Regions from separate parts of the Mus musculus genome. Here region 2 is linked to region 1. Evidence: chromatin contacts called from public promoter capture Hi-C data. All regions are on one chromosome and are shown on one strand. The core of a region is the stretch at or near the end of the contact, and the rest is flanking DNA. Distances in the headings are between cores, read along the strand shown.

Region 1 (6,682 bases), core at 1,917-4,416:
TCTGAATTTTCCTCATCCTTCTGACAGCCTCTCTCTTTCTCTCTCTCTTGCTCTCAGACTAACCTCTTGAATGGCACTAAGTATGGAAGACAGGTTTATCTGTTAAACATACAGGCCAAGACCCTACATGCTCTGAAACATCCAATAATAGCACTTGTAAGCAAGATGTATTTTGTGAATACTTATTTATGTATGCATAGGTTTCTGGTCTACTGTCTGTTTCCAAGAAGTAAGCCAACACAAGAAAGTGATACATTGTTCTTGCTGGATAGTCATGGTCACTGTATCATTTTCCTTATCTTCTTTCAGACCTGGTTTCCCCCTCTAATGTTTTGATCTTTTTTTGAATTTTAGAAGCTTTCAGATTATCTAAGTCTAAATTATCTGAAAGCTATTGGATGAAGGGGCTTGTGTAGGTAAATGGAGATGCATTAATGGATCAATATGCGTATCTCAGCACTTGACTGTCACATTAAATATGCGTACGTAGGTGATAGGAGGTCAGTAGGTGACTGCAGTTTTATACTTTCAAGTGTGGACGTGGCAGTGCACCACTGGACAGAACGGGTCCTGGGAGCAGTCCCTCACTAACTGGGGTCTTGGCCTATTTATTCACTGTTTTCAAGCCTTCAGTTCACGAAATGGGTAGACAGTGTGGTCCTTCAGGTCTTCCCATTATAAAGAGAAATAGCATTATTTCTCAAAAACTTTAGAATTGGGCAAGACAAATGCCACTGCTTAGGACAGATGTCTACTCCGTGGATGCTTGCAGCGAAGGCTCTTCCTCTGAGGCTGTCTTCCAAATATGATCACAAAGTGGACAGGCTCAGGGACAGTTACAGTCACAGCTTGTGCCTGTAGTTGGGGCTGAGGGATGCAACCTGACCTGCCAATCAGATCTCAGCACTGGAAGGACGGCATGAATAGTTGCTCTCTTTGGCTGTCCCTGCGCTCTTCCTGTCACTACATCAGGATTCAAAACTAATGACAAAAATTCTTGAAAGGGTTAGGAAAACAGTTAAATAACTTAATGGAGTCAGTTTAATTTTCAGTATGTTTAACATTTTGTCAATGGCATATTATATTACATATATGTATCATATAAATATATATATGCACACACATATCATATCATATGTGTCTGTAAGTATAAGGGCAAGACCCACATTTACCTATTATTAATTATTAAATATTTGACCCATATTCCTCTTTGTCTCATAAATACTTATTGCTTGTAGGAGTAGAAGTTTATTTAAATAGATGCTAATTCATTTAGACAGATGTCTGCCGTACTTCACAAACTCCGACCTATGTTGGCTGAAGTCAATCTCAAGCCTTTCCAACCGGCTCCAACTTGAGTCCCTCCAACTCCAACTCCAATGGACTGTTTGAAGTTGTTTTGTCTGGCCGTCTTCTGCTCTATTCAAAAATGACTCCAAATACTGCATCCCCACCATTTTAGCAGTCAGAGACAAGGACCTGCCAGGAACGATTTAATACCGTGTTGTGCAGACTGAGCTCAGGGCAAAGGGGAACTGCTGTTCCCCTCCCCCAGAGGCTCTGCTTACACTTTTTTATTTACTCAGTCAGAGTCTGTCCTTAAGGAGCCTCGTGCACAGTGTCATGAGCCACCACCACCTTGAACGTCTGCATACTCGAGGCAGAGGACTGTAGCTTTAGAGAATGGAAACCCGGATGGAAGGGTCGGGATTGATGAGTGGATCAGTCCCAAGCCAGGTTGAGCCGGCTCCAGCATGGGATTGCATAACAGCAAGACACTTTTCAACCAAATCTAAGGAGCACATTTGTGGCAGTAACTGAGGAATTTTAAGGAAGCCTTGAGATCGGTCGCCAGATGTACTATGCAAACAGCAACGATTAAATAAATGATGCAGGAAATAAAATAATTAATTAAATTAAAATAATTAGCAGTGATATGTACTTAAAAAAATGTATAGTGTATAAAAACCACACACACAAACACACACACACACGTAATAAAGCCTAATCCTACGGTTATCTGTCTACAATACAGGATGGACCTAGGGCAGGTACACATCTCAAATAAACATTTTTTAAAGTGATGTAGTGGTTGGTGAAGTGGCTCCTTTTCATTACCATAGCGCAAGGAGGAAGCTCACCCCTGCACGGTGCCTTTTGATTTTCATAAGTCTGCTGTAGCATACACACTCCCAAACACACACACACACACACACACACACACACACACACACACACACACACACACACACACACACACTAAATGCAATTTAAAAAATTAAATGATGCAAGGCCCTCCTATGTGCTACAAAAAAAAAAAGTAGGCTTTGTTTCCATCCATCCTCTTATTTATACGGAAAATATAACTGCGGTCTAGTTTTTTTTTTTTTTTTTTTAAATTGGTTTAGTGCAGCATTTTGTTGTTGTTGTTGTTAAAAGACCTAGGCAAATCTAGCAGGATTTTAGTTCAGATTGGTATACAACAACAGCAACGACAACAACAACAACAAGCAAACAAAACAAGACTGTAATGGGGAAGGAAGACACACAGGGAATTTTCCACAAGAATCTCTTTGCTTAGGTGGCACCGGCTACAATAGTCCAGGGCGAGGATCGGTCGTATAAAGGTGGAAGCGAGCCACTGCGGGCGCGCCATCAGACCGACACGTTGACACAGGGGGCTGGACCAGGCTCCGTCTGGGGAAGATGGGGTAGATCGGTTCGATCGCCTGTGGCTTTCTGATAAGGCTAGAGAAGTCCTGATAGGCTCTTTCGGTCAGTGCAACCGCCGCCTTCACAGGAGTTCTTCAGGGCGATGGGGGAAAGGAAAAGAAGAAAGGGGACCCTTCTAGGACGAGCCAGGTACACCGGAAGGTGACCAGCGCTGGGGACGATCCCTATGGCCAAAAGTTAGAGGAGTTGCTGAGAGAATCTCGGACTGGGCGAAGGCGGTCAGAAGCCAGAGTCACTCACCATCTTCCAGCGCTTCGTGTAGCAACAGAAGTCCGAGCAGCAGCCAAAACTTCATCTTCAGGGCTGGTGACCTGCAGAATAGTTCAGGACTGCAGACGGCGCGACAGGCTGTCCAGGGCAGGGCAGGGGCGCAGAGGGGAGGCGGCGCCTGGGACACCACAGCTGGAGGATTCGGTTTCACTGGGGGAAACACAATTTGGGGGAAAAAAAAGAAGATTAAAAAAAATTTTTTTCCCCTGTGTAATGTGATCTCTTCTGCCCCCTGGTGGAGTGGTGACGGATAGAGCTATTACCAAGCACTGGGAAGACAAATGACTAGGAAGGCCTAAGGTGACCTAGATGATGGAATCAGGAATCAGTCCACCTTCTCTGGTAGGGTCTTGCTTCTTAGCAAAAAAGTGCGTCTTAAGTTTCTCTTGGTCCCCAGGTGTTCTCTTACTTGCACTAAAAAAAAAAAAAAAAAAAAAAATGGGTTTGCTATCGCATTAAAAAATATTGTTGGTTGTGGCTGCTCCTTTTAGGCCTGGTCAGAGACAGGGTAAGAGCGCATCTAGTCCTGGACCTGATGAACCTGCGCATCTTATGCAGGTGAAGGAGCTGTCATAGTGGGGAGGGACGGGGCTGCCTGTCTGCAGTCAGAGGGGCTCACAGCAACTGCTTGTATGAGCTTAACAAATGGAGAACCAGAGAGAAGAGAGGAGACGGGAGGATAAGCAGATAGCGGGAACAGTATGGGGAAAGAACTGGACTTCCGGTTGCGGTAGAGCGGGCTGTCAGTGTGGACCTAAGTCTAGAAAGGCCTTTTAAGAACCCCTCCGAGTACGCTGGGAGGAAATATGCGCCCAATGGAGGAGAAGAGCATTATTAGCAGTCCTGGGCCATCAAAAGTCAGAGTGAAATGTTAGTCCTTCTCTTATATGGTTTTTATTTTTTTGCCCATGGATTGTTTTCTAAATAGTATTTTAATTATACATCTTAGTGTTTTCTATGACTAAGATTCTCATTGCTCCTTTTGGTCTTACTTAGTTAAAAAAAAATCCCTTCAAACTAGTGCACACTATTAAGAATTTGCTTAGAAAAATAAACTTAAAAAAAAAACTAAATATTGGGCATTCCTTGCTTGTTCCCTAAATAAAGACATTTAACTTCTCAAAATAATCTTCCATCTAAATAGAATCAAGACGGATTACAAAATTATTATTTTTTTAAAGTCAGACATTTCTTATTTGTTTGAGGTCTCTCTACTTTGCCCTTGCTGTCCTTGAACACACCATAGAGAGGCCTCTAACTCACAGAGATCCACCTGCCTCTGCACCCTGCAAGTACTGGAACTAAAGGTGGGTGCCCCCGTGCTTGTCAAAACAGGAGCAATGAGAATCTTAGTCATAGAAAACACTAAGATGTCTACTTAAAATAACTACTGCTAATGCCGCTTCTACTCCATTGGGCGCATATTTCTGCCAGCGTACTCTGAGGGGTTCTTAGAAGCAATGTCAAAATCTTTGCTATTCCCCAAGTCAGTCATCAAAGGTAACATAGGGTAAGACAAGGACCCCAGCTACATAATTTCCATGAGGCAAAAAGAAATGACCTTTTCAATGCCAGGAAGCATCAGGTGATAAAGACGTACCATTATCGGCTGCATACTTGCAGCAAAAGCCATCCAATGACAGGGGAACTAAAAAGCAGGAACTTCTGGTCTAAGATTGCCTGCCGCTGCCTCTCCTACCTCTGCTGCAGAGTTTCAGTGATTCATGTTTTCCTGTGTATCCAAAGAGTGCCTCTTACGAGTTGTTTATATACATACCCTCATGTCAATGTAAGCCACTTCAGAAACATTTGTCGTGCAAGCCTGACTTTTCTTGGGCTGTGAAACTCTTGGTGCTTACACATGAGCAGTTTGGGGAAGACTCTGGCATCTTGGAGAATCACTGATTAGAGAATAATAGAACCCCGAACCATGACAGTTTCTCTTTGATTTGGAACAACAGGTAGCCTTGAGTTTGCCTGGATGGCCTTTGTCTTCCAGTTGGCTGCTCCTGTCTTAAGTGCATCGAAAAGAAATCTGAAAGTTTTGACATAGTGTCTATAAGCTACTACTAGAAAGCTTCGAATGGCAGGACAGTGTTTTTGAATACTTCTCTACTTTGACCTACATTAAAAGACAAATGGAGGTAATGGGTTTGTATTTGCTTGGCCCAGGGAGTGGCACACTTAGGAGGTGTGGTCTTGTTGGAGTAGGTGTGTCACTGTGGGCATGGGCTTAAGACCCTCATCCTAGCTGCCTGGAAGTCAGTCTTCCACTAGCAGCCTTCAGATGAAGATGTAGATCTCTCAGCACCTGCCTCTCCATGCCTGCTTGGATGTTGCCATGTTCCCACCTTAATGATAATGGACTGAACGTCTGAACCTGTAAGCCAGTCACAACTGAATGTTGTTCTTATAAGAGTTCCCTTGGTCATGGTGTCTGTTCACAGCAGTAAAACCCTAACTACGACATGGGCCGATGGGATTATTTTTGTGTGTTTTGGAGAAATCTTTAAGTTACTTTGTGAAATATGGAGATGTAGCATAATCCCTCAGCAATGCAGACTTTGAGGCCTTAGACACAGAAGGGCACACACCTACAGACTAACTATTCAGGAGGCGGAAAATAATAGGGTCTCTTGGGCCCAAGTCCAAGGCTACCCTTGGCAACATAGTGGACCATCACAAACAAAACAAAGCCTTACTGAAGAGACTTGATACCTATTTAATAATTATTGTTACATACAAGTGTGTGTGTGTGTGTGTGTCTTGTTCAGCCTTTATAATGTCACTTGTATATTTTCAGGGCTATTTGATAACCAATTGTTCTCCTCCCTGGGGGAGACTCAGTAGGAACTAGCGAGCTACACAAAAGAACTTCACAATTAAACAAGGTGTCCCAAGAGACCTATACTTTAGATGTCTTAGGATCATGTTAAGAAACTCTTTGACCTTTTCCTTCCCTTTAATAGGTAGACTTATTATTGGGAAATGTTTATCTACTAGGCTGAAAAAGTTAATAAATTTTTCATTTCCATACTAACCACCAATTATCGTAAGCTGTTACTCTTGGATATTTACATGGCCCCAAATGCTAATGCACTCAAGGTTTCGTCTCTAAGTATTGGTACTATTGAGACTGACTGGATCACCAGGGTACTGACTTTAGCAACGGGGTTAATCTATTGAGAAGTCCATAGCTGAACAGGCTCTTAGGAGGTGGAGCCTGGTTAAGGAAGTGGGTCATTGTGGATGTCTTTGCTTGTTTCTGCCCCTTGCTCTGTCTCTTAGCTTCCAGGCTGCCTGTAGCAGCTTTTCCTCTACCACACCTTTCTTCCATGATGTGCAGACCCAGAAACGGAACCAAGTGACCATGGATTGAAACCTTAGAAATCATGGGCCAAAATGACTCTCTCTTCCTATCACATACATTGTGTGCATGTGCATGTGTGCTATAGAAGGGCACACTCCTGTGCACATGCATTTGGAAGGCAGATGAACATGCGAGTGCTCTTTTCTATCTTCTCACCTTATTTTTGAGATAGTCTCTCATGGAACCCAGGATTACCATTTAGGATAGATTAGGGACTTCCTAAGATCTGCCTGCCTCACCCAGAACATTACCTCCAGTTCTGGGATTCTAGGCACATCTGGCCATGTCTAGCTTTAACATGAGTGCTGG
Region 2 (6,151 bases), core at 291-2,790, 92 kb before region 1:
TTTTTTTTTTTTTGCATATAGAATCTAACCTAGGCTAGTACCTCCCCCCCCCAAAGGGTTTTAAATTATGCTAATAGTCTACATCTCAGATTTAAAGGGGTGGGGTGGGGGTGGGAGCAGGCAGGATGAGGGAGTGGGTGGGAAGGAAGTGTCCACAATGATAAAAGTATGAACTCTCTGCAGCTCTTTCCTGTAATAGTTCCTGTGTTGCTGATGCCATTCAGTAGCCTGCAGAAGTCAGGCACACTGGCGGGACGACAGCCAGCCACTAAGTGCTTGCATCCCAGAGACCCTAATTAAATTACGGAGAATCCCGTTGTTGTTGAGTTTTTTTTTTTTTTCCTTAAAGCGCTTCATATATTTAATGCATGAGTTTGAAAGCATCTTCGTGTGGATTTCCACCTTTCTCTCTAGTCTCACTGTGTGTGTATGTCTGTGGGGCGAGGGTGGGGTTGCATGTTATAGTACAAAGATAATCAAATAAACCTCTTCTCTGGATTATAAATGGTTTATCATCTATGACAGAGACACTAATCTAAGCAGCTGGAAAAAAAAATCGGTCTCTAACTGCCAGAATGTATTTTATCATCTTGAGTAAATAAGAAGTACATTTAAAGGGCAGGCAACCCAGACAGTCATGCAGAAACTAATAGTATGTCTGTTGGAGTCTGGGCTCTGTGGTCTGCATTTTTGAGTAGATCATATTAAAGCCCCGGGTTTCCCATAGTCCTGCGCTGCTTCGCCTCAGATGATGTCATCTGCTTTGATTGATGACCAAAGAATTGGTCCTGGACATTGCCCTCCTAAGTACCAGGCTCCTTGAAGGCAGGAGCTATGTCTTAATTTTCTTACATATCATTATGGTATAGGATATAAAATGTGCTTAGCTATATGAGTAATAACTCATAATTCAGAAAGATAAATGTCCCTTCTGGGCATTTGGGGGGAGGGGATGTTGGCTTTCCAGAAAGTGTATAAAATGAGTCAGGTTAAGAAAGCCCGTCATCCCAAGAGGGTAGCATGGATTCTGGGAAGGATAGCTTTTGACTTGGATGGAAGATCTCGGGATGCTAAACAGGAGCTAGGCAATTCTAGTCCATGGGAGCGCACACAAGCACACAGGCTAGCACCCACTCATGCTTGCTACACGTATGTATGTATGCTGTATTTGCTGGAGGAAGAAATTCCGCCTCATGTATGGGTGCTACCTGAGCTCCACCTTCAGTCCCAGTGTCATTTGTAACATACTCAAAAGAGAAGGGAGTTTATACACAGAAAATATTGAATAACAGCCCTCTAGGGTATAAAGAAACCCCTTCTATGCTTGCGTACTGGGCTCTAAAGAACCAGGACTAGAAGCAAAGGTGACACCAAGGGCAAAAAGCCATTGTGAAGGAAGAGTGGGCTGGCTTTCCCCCACCCCCACTTCCGGCCATTGAGACACAGTGACAACTGACCTTGATGTCCTCACGCTGGATCTTGCTGGAGAAGGCTGAGTGTGGTTTAGGGAAGTGAGTTAGGACAGATGTCAACACTCACTGAAATCTGTTGCCTCCTGAAGTCCACTAATAAGCTAACCACCCCTCCCTCGGGTGTTTCTGGAGGGAGGGAGGTGTGGCTTTCCAGAGTCCTTTAGAGATAAGCATCAGTAGCGTCAGCTTTTGCCATCTTCCTTTCCGTTTTCTTGTGCAAGTGGTAAGATTTCCTTGTCCTTTTACCCCCTTTTGTTTGCAACTTGGCTGCTGTGGGAAAGGGGACTCTGAAGCGTGGTCACAGTTTCATGTCTAATAGAGCTGTCCCCGCTTTTCTCTCACGCCACTGACAGACTCTGCCATTTATCCAAAGCATTTGAATAAAATTAAGGCTTGACGTGACAGTACTCGAATAGTCAGGCTGTAGTGGCACGTGCCTGTAATCCCAGAACTTGGGAGACTGGGGCAAAGGAAAGCAAGTATGAGACCCGTAAGAAGGGGAGAAAAGAGAAAAACATTGTATCTGTGGGTTATTATTTTGTTGTTCTCAAACTTTAGTTTTTGCATTACAAAAGCAATCGTTTATTTTTGAAATTTGGAATTCCTGACTGGTGATTTCAAATATATGTAATCCCCAATACCCATGTATTATCAATGAACTATACTCTATTGTAATATTATTTAAAGTTCTAAATCACAGCAGGGCCCCCTGGGTGCCCTTCACCATGAGGTTCATCATGCCTTTAGTATATGGGTTCTGAAGAGCAAACCCCCTTTTTCTATTAGTGAGTGCGATAATCTAATGACCTCAATTAGAGAGCGGAGTAAAAAGGCTCACACATCTAAAAATAACTCCATTATCCACGCAGAGAGGGTCCCGTTTCTGTTTCCTCTGCCCCCGCTGATATTAAGTAAGTGCCAATCGATCAGGATAATGTCTGGCTCTCGTTTCTCATAAATGAAGGGCTGTGGCTTTAAGTAATCATCCGTTGCTTGTGCCAGAGACAGAAGCTGCAGTATCAGCTTCAGAGAGGAGAGAGAGGAGTCTGAGGCAGTAACCTGCGGGACAGGCGGGGAGGCCACCAGGGCCAATGGCGCTCCTCCCTGTGGAGCTTTGAATGTAGGCAGACCCGGACGGACGGATGGGTGGGAGGCGTGGCCACCTGTGCGCTTCTTGGACAGTGCAGGGGGTGGGGGAGTTGGAGAGACCGGAGCTGGAAAATGGGCTGCCCTAGCAGCAAAATGTGCCTCTCTCCTCCCTGTGCAGCAACAAGGGTAATTAGTATTTGTTTACAGGGCTTTTCTAGAAGGGTGTCAGGGACTACGTACTGCAGACCCTGTCTGGAACCAGGGGGAAGTGCTTTGAGTGAGAAGCAAGTCTAGACTGCAGAGACCAGTCTCGTGCTCTCTGCCATACTGCAACCCAGATGCCGGCTGGAGTCCCACATCTAAGGTCATCTCAGGAAGTGCCCTTCCTGAAAGCCTGGACATTCTCTCACTTCCTAGTTTCACCCTGGCGCCAGGGACTCTCCGTCTTGAGGAACTGTGTCTAATGATTGTGTTTGTATAAGTATGTGTGGATGTGTGCCTGCTACAGACCTGAAGGTAACGTGAAAATTATTCCTTACCGCAAGACTGATACTTGTTATTCTTTAAACCCTGAAACACCCTCCTGATTTCTTTCACTTCACTTCTCTCAAGCCTATTTAGAATTATAGTTGCTTCATGATGTAAGAGTCCTTGGAAACTGCTGTGTAGCTGGGTGAAATCAACTTGATTTCATCTTTAAGAGATTAATTTTTTTATTTGTCCTAGCTTAAAAGCAAACTTTTTTTTCCTCTTGTTCAGAATATAGGCTTGGCCTTGTAACAAAACTTTTTTATTTGCGGACATGGGACAAAGTCTATCTAAATGCCTATGTTTAGAACATTAAATATTTATCTTGAACTGATTAGGCCCTTATTGCCCTTGGAGGGGAGAGTGCATTACATCTTAAGTACAGTATGCATTAGCTTCAAGGGTCTATGGATCTCCAGTAAGTGCATGGCGCAAAGCAAATATTTTTAAATAGCCTCTCTTGTTCCTCAAAGGAAAGTTTCAACAGGACCTGGGAAAATACAGATTTTCTTTTTTGAAACATGAAATTCCTTCACAGCAAAGGGACATCTGGGTTTTGCTTTGTTTTTAACAACACAAACTGTTAGCTTAGTGATTCGTATCTCGGCCTCTCAACTCTGGGTCTCATTTTCCCAGCAGTGGTAAGTGTGTACTTTACTGAAAGGGAACCCTCTTTAAACAAACAAACAAAACAAAACAAAAAACGTTAGTAACTTGGTGTGTGTTTTCTGCAGCGGGAGGAAGCACTGAAGCAACACAAAACCCTCTCTCAAGAACTTGTCAGCCTCCGGGGAGAGCTAGGTAAGAGCCTGTTTTCCTGCCCCTGCCCCTGCCCTGGGTAAAGTTTACTGAACCTGAGCAATGTGCTCTAACCTCCTGCTCTGTGGCTGGAGTTACACAGCGGACAGCTGGTCTTTCTCCCTCTCTCGTATCTGTGCAGACACTTACTATCGACACTGCTTTTGAATCTTGGCAGTGTGACCTCAAGCTCACAAAATTCCTGGCACTGCTCTGAGTGAGCTAACACTCACTTTCTGATGACCAAGGCATAAAGCATTGCTTCGTATGGAGTAGACAGAGACAGAATGGTTTCTGTATTGTGTGCATTCCCATTGAATAATTATGTTTGTCTGTCTGTCTGTCTGTTATCTGTCTCTCTTTCTCTGTCTCTCTCTCTCTCTGTTTCTTTCTTTTTCTTTCTGGAACGACTTTTTATATTAAAGAGTGTTAAGAAAAAGCTATTCTCTGATAGAAGTGATTACGTTACACATCCCCGCTGTGGTACAGCGTACCTGTGAGTGTACAGTGAGTCTACAATTAAAGGAATACTGCTTGTTAGGGCCACCCATGCTCTGTGCTCCTTAAGTAGTCGGGATGAGCTGGGGAGGAGTGTCTACCAACTCGAGGAGCGGTGTGCTCTGTAGCATTCTCTAGGAAGTCTTGCTGTTTGATCTTTTGAGTTCTTGGTGCCTCTGAGGATCCCTAGATTTGAAGGACAAAGACAGTTGCCCTTTCTACCTGGATTACCTGTAGGAGAGATCGGTCTGCTGTGCCCCCCTCCCCTTGCCCTGTCTGTGGGGACCACTCACCCTAAGAATTGGCTTCCCGATTTAGCTTCAACTAGATCTGGAGTTGTTCAGCAAATGTCACCTGCCTTGTCCTTGGCTTTGCTTGCTGATAGGCTGTGTTAGAAGCATGTGTAGCATAAGTTCTTCAAAGGGAACAGCTAAAGATAGAATAAGTTTTGTTCGTTTAATTCTCAAAGAATCCTGTTTTTCTCTGAGAACCAGACTGTAGTTTAAATACCGCCATTCTGATTTGCTGGACAAGAATATTAGTCAGCAACTGCACTGGCCCAGTCAAGACAAAGGTCATGGGCCAGTTCATGTGGAGGCAAGATTGTGCCCTTCCCTACTCCTTGGCCTGCCAGTTGAAGTCAAGGCCAATTCCTCGCTAACCCTTGAGATCCACAACAGTAGAGAAGCCACCAGTGCTGGCTGGCATCAGGTAACAGAAAGGACGAACCCTTGTGGAACAATAATTTTAAGACAGATGATAAAGTACAGAAGCCCAGTGATGGGTGAGCTCTTTCGAACCGGGACAGAAGGCACAGCTTGGGTGACCCCGATCCCAGACACCATGAAGACCTTCCACTTCTAATTCAGTCTGGCTGCCTCCCTTTTGGTTACCCAATGACCAGCTCGAGTTGTTTCTGTGCCTTAAGTACGGTAATGGATACAGAATAAGGAGACAAGGGAGAAGGTATTTTTGTGTGAGTTTCAGTGTTCATCGGAACACAGTGGAAGTGGAGATGAGCCTGCCTAATGATTCAGGTTTCTATTCTCCGAGAGAAGGCAGGACCAAGACAGAGGAGGACACTGAGCCCATTGACTCTGATTGAATGGTGATCCTCTTCAGCATTAAGCAGTTTAAATTGGAGCCGAGGTCCACCACACTTGCTGTTATTGTGCAGCCTGTCAGGAAACAGCCAGCCTTTGTCGTCTCACCTCTCTGTCCATGATAAGGAGAACGTGGCCTGGTGTGTTTTTCCTGCTGCTGTCAAAGTGTCAGGATGTTACAGGTGGCCTGTCCACATTGTTTTGTCACCCTAGGACTGGACTTGGGAAATGGTGTCATTTCTGTTAACTACTGAATCAGACAGGCTTGCTCAAGGACCAGTGCTTGCTTAAGGGCCAGCGAAGGCATTTGGGAAAAGGTTGGTTTGGCCAGCGAATAGAAGAAGAAAACCTTCAAACAAGTATAATGAAGCTGGCTCCAAAGAAAATTCTTGTAGCTTTCAGCTGGATTTGTGTTTTGGGCCAGAGTGGAAAAAAGATATAAGTTTATATATGTCAAAACCGTTTTCCTATTTGAGGGAATAAAATGTGTCGCACTGTGGTCTCACAGTCTCCAGGTTTGAATCCTTGGTTTGGGAGCTGGGTGGCTCAGAGCCCATCATGTCACATCTCTTCTGTCCCAGTTTTATTTTCTCTAAAGTGACAGTGTGCATGTGTGCCCCAAGGATGATCATGAAGGTCATATTAGGTAAAACTTTGCAAAGC

Evidence for each region. Capture Hi-C pulls out chosen DNA fragments and counts their contacts.
Region 2: a promoter capture Hi-C map of pancreatic islet shows a contact between it and region 1. The contact joins the promoter of B430010I23Rik here to the promoter of Pdgfrl in region 1. A contact is called at or near these places in 1 of 39 promoter capture datasets (liver), 5 of 115 datasets of contacts at active chromatin or transcription factors (bone marrow-derived macrophages, embryonic stem cells and microglia) and 3 of 9 other capture datasets (adipose tissue, liver and pancreatic islet).

The regions. Positions count from the first base shown.
Region 1 is chr8:40,922,717-40,929,398 of GRCm38.p6, reverse strand. Pdgfrl (platelet-derived growth factor receptor-like) reads right to left here and starts at 3,166. Exons shown (of 6, transcript NM_026840.3): 1 at 2,974-3,166. The coding sequence starts at 3,028.
Region 2 is chr8:41,013,127-41,019,277 of GRCm38.p6, reverse strand. B430010I23Rik (RIKEN cDNA B430010I23 gene) reads right to left here and starts at 1,540. Exons shown (of 3, transcript NR_015457.2): 1 at 1,458-1,540. Mtus1 (mitochondrial tumor suppressor 1) reads left to right here. Exons shown (of 14, transcript NM_001005863.2): 7 at 3,824-3,890.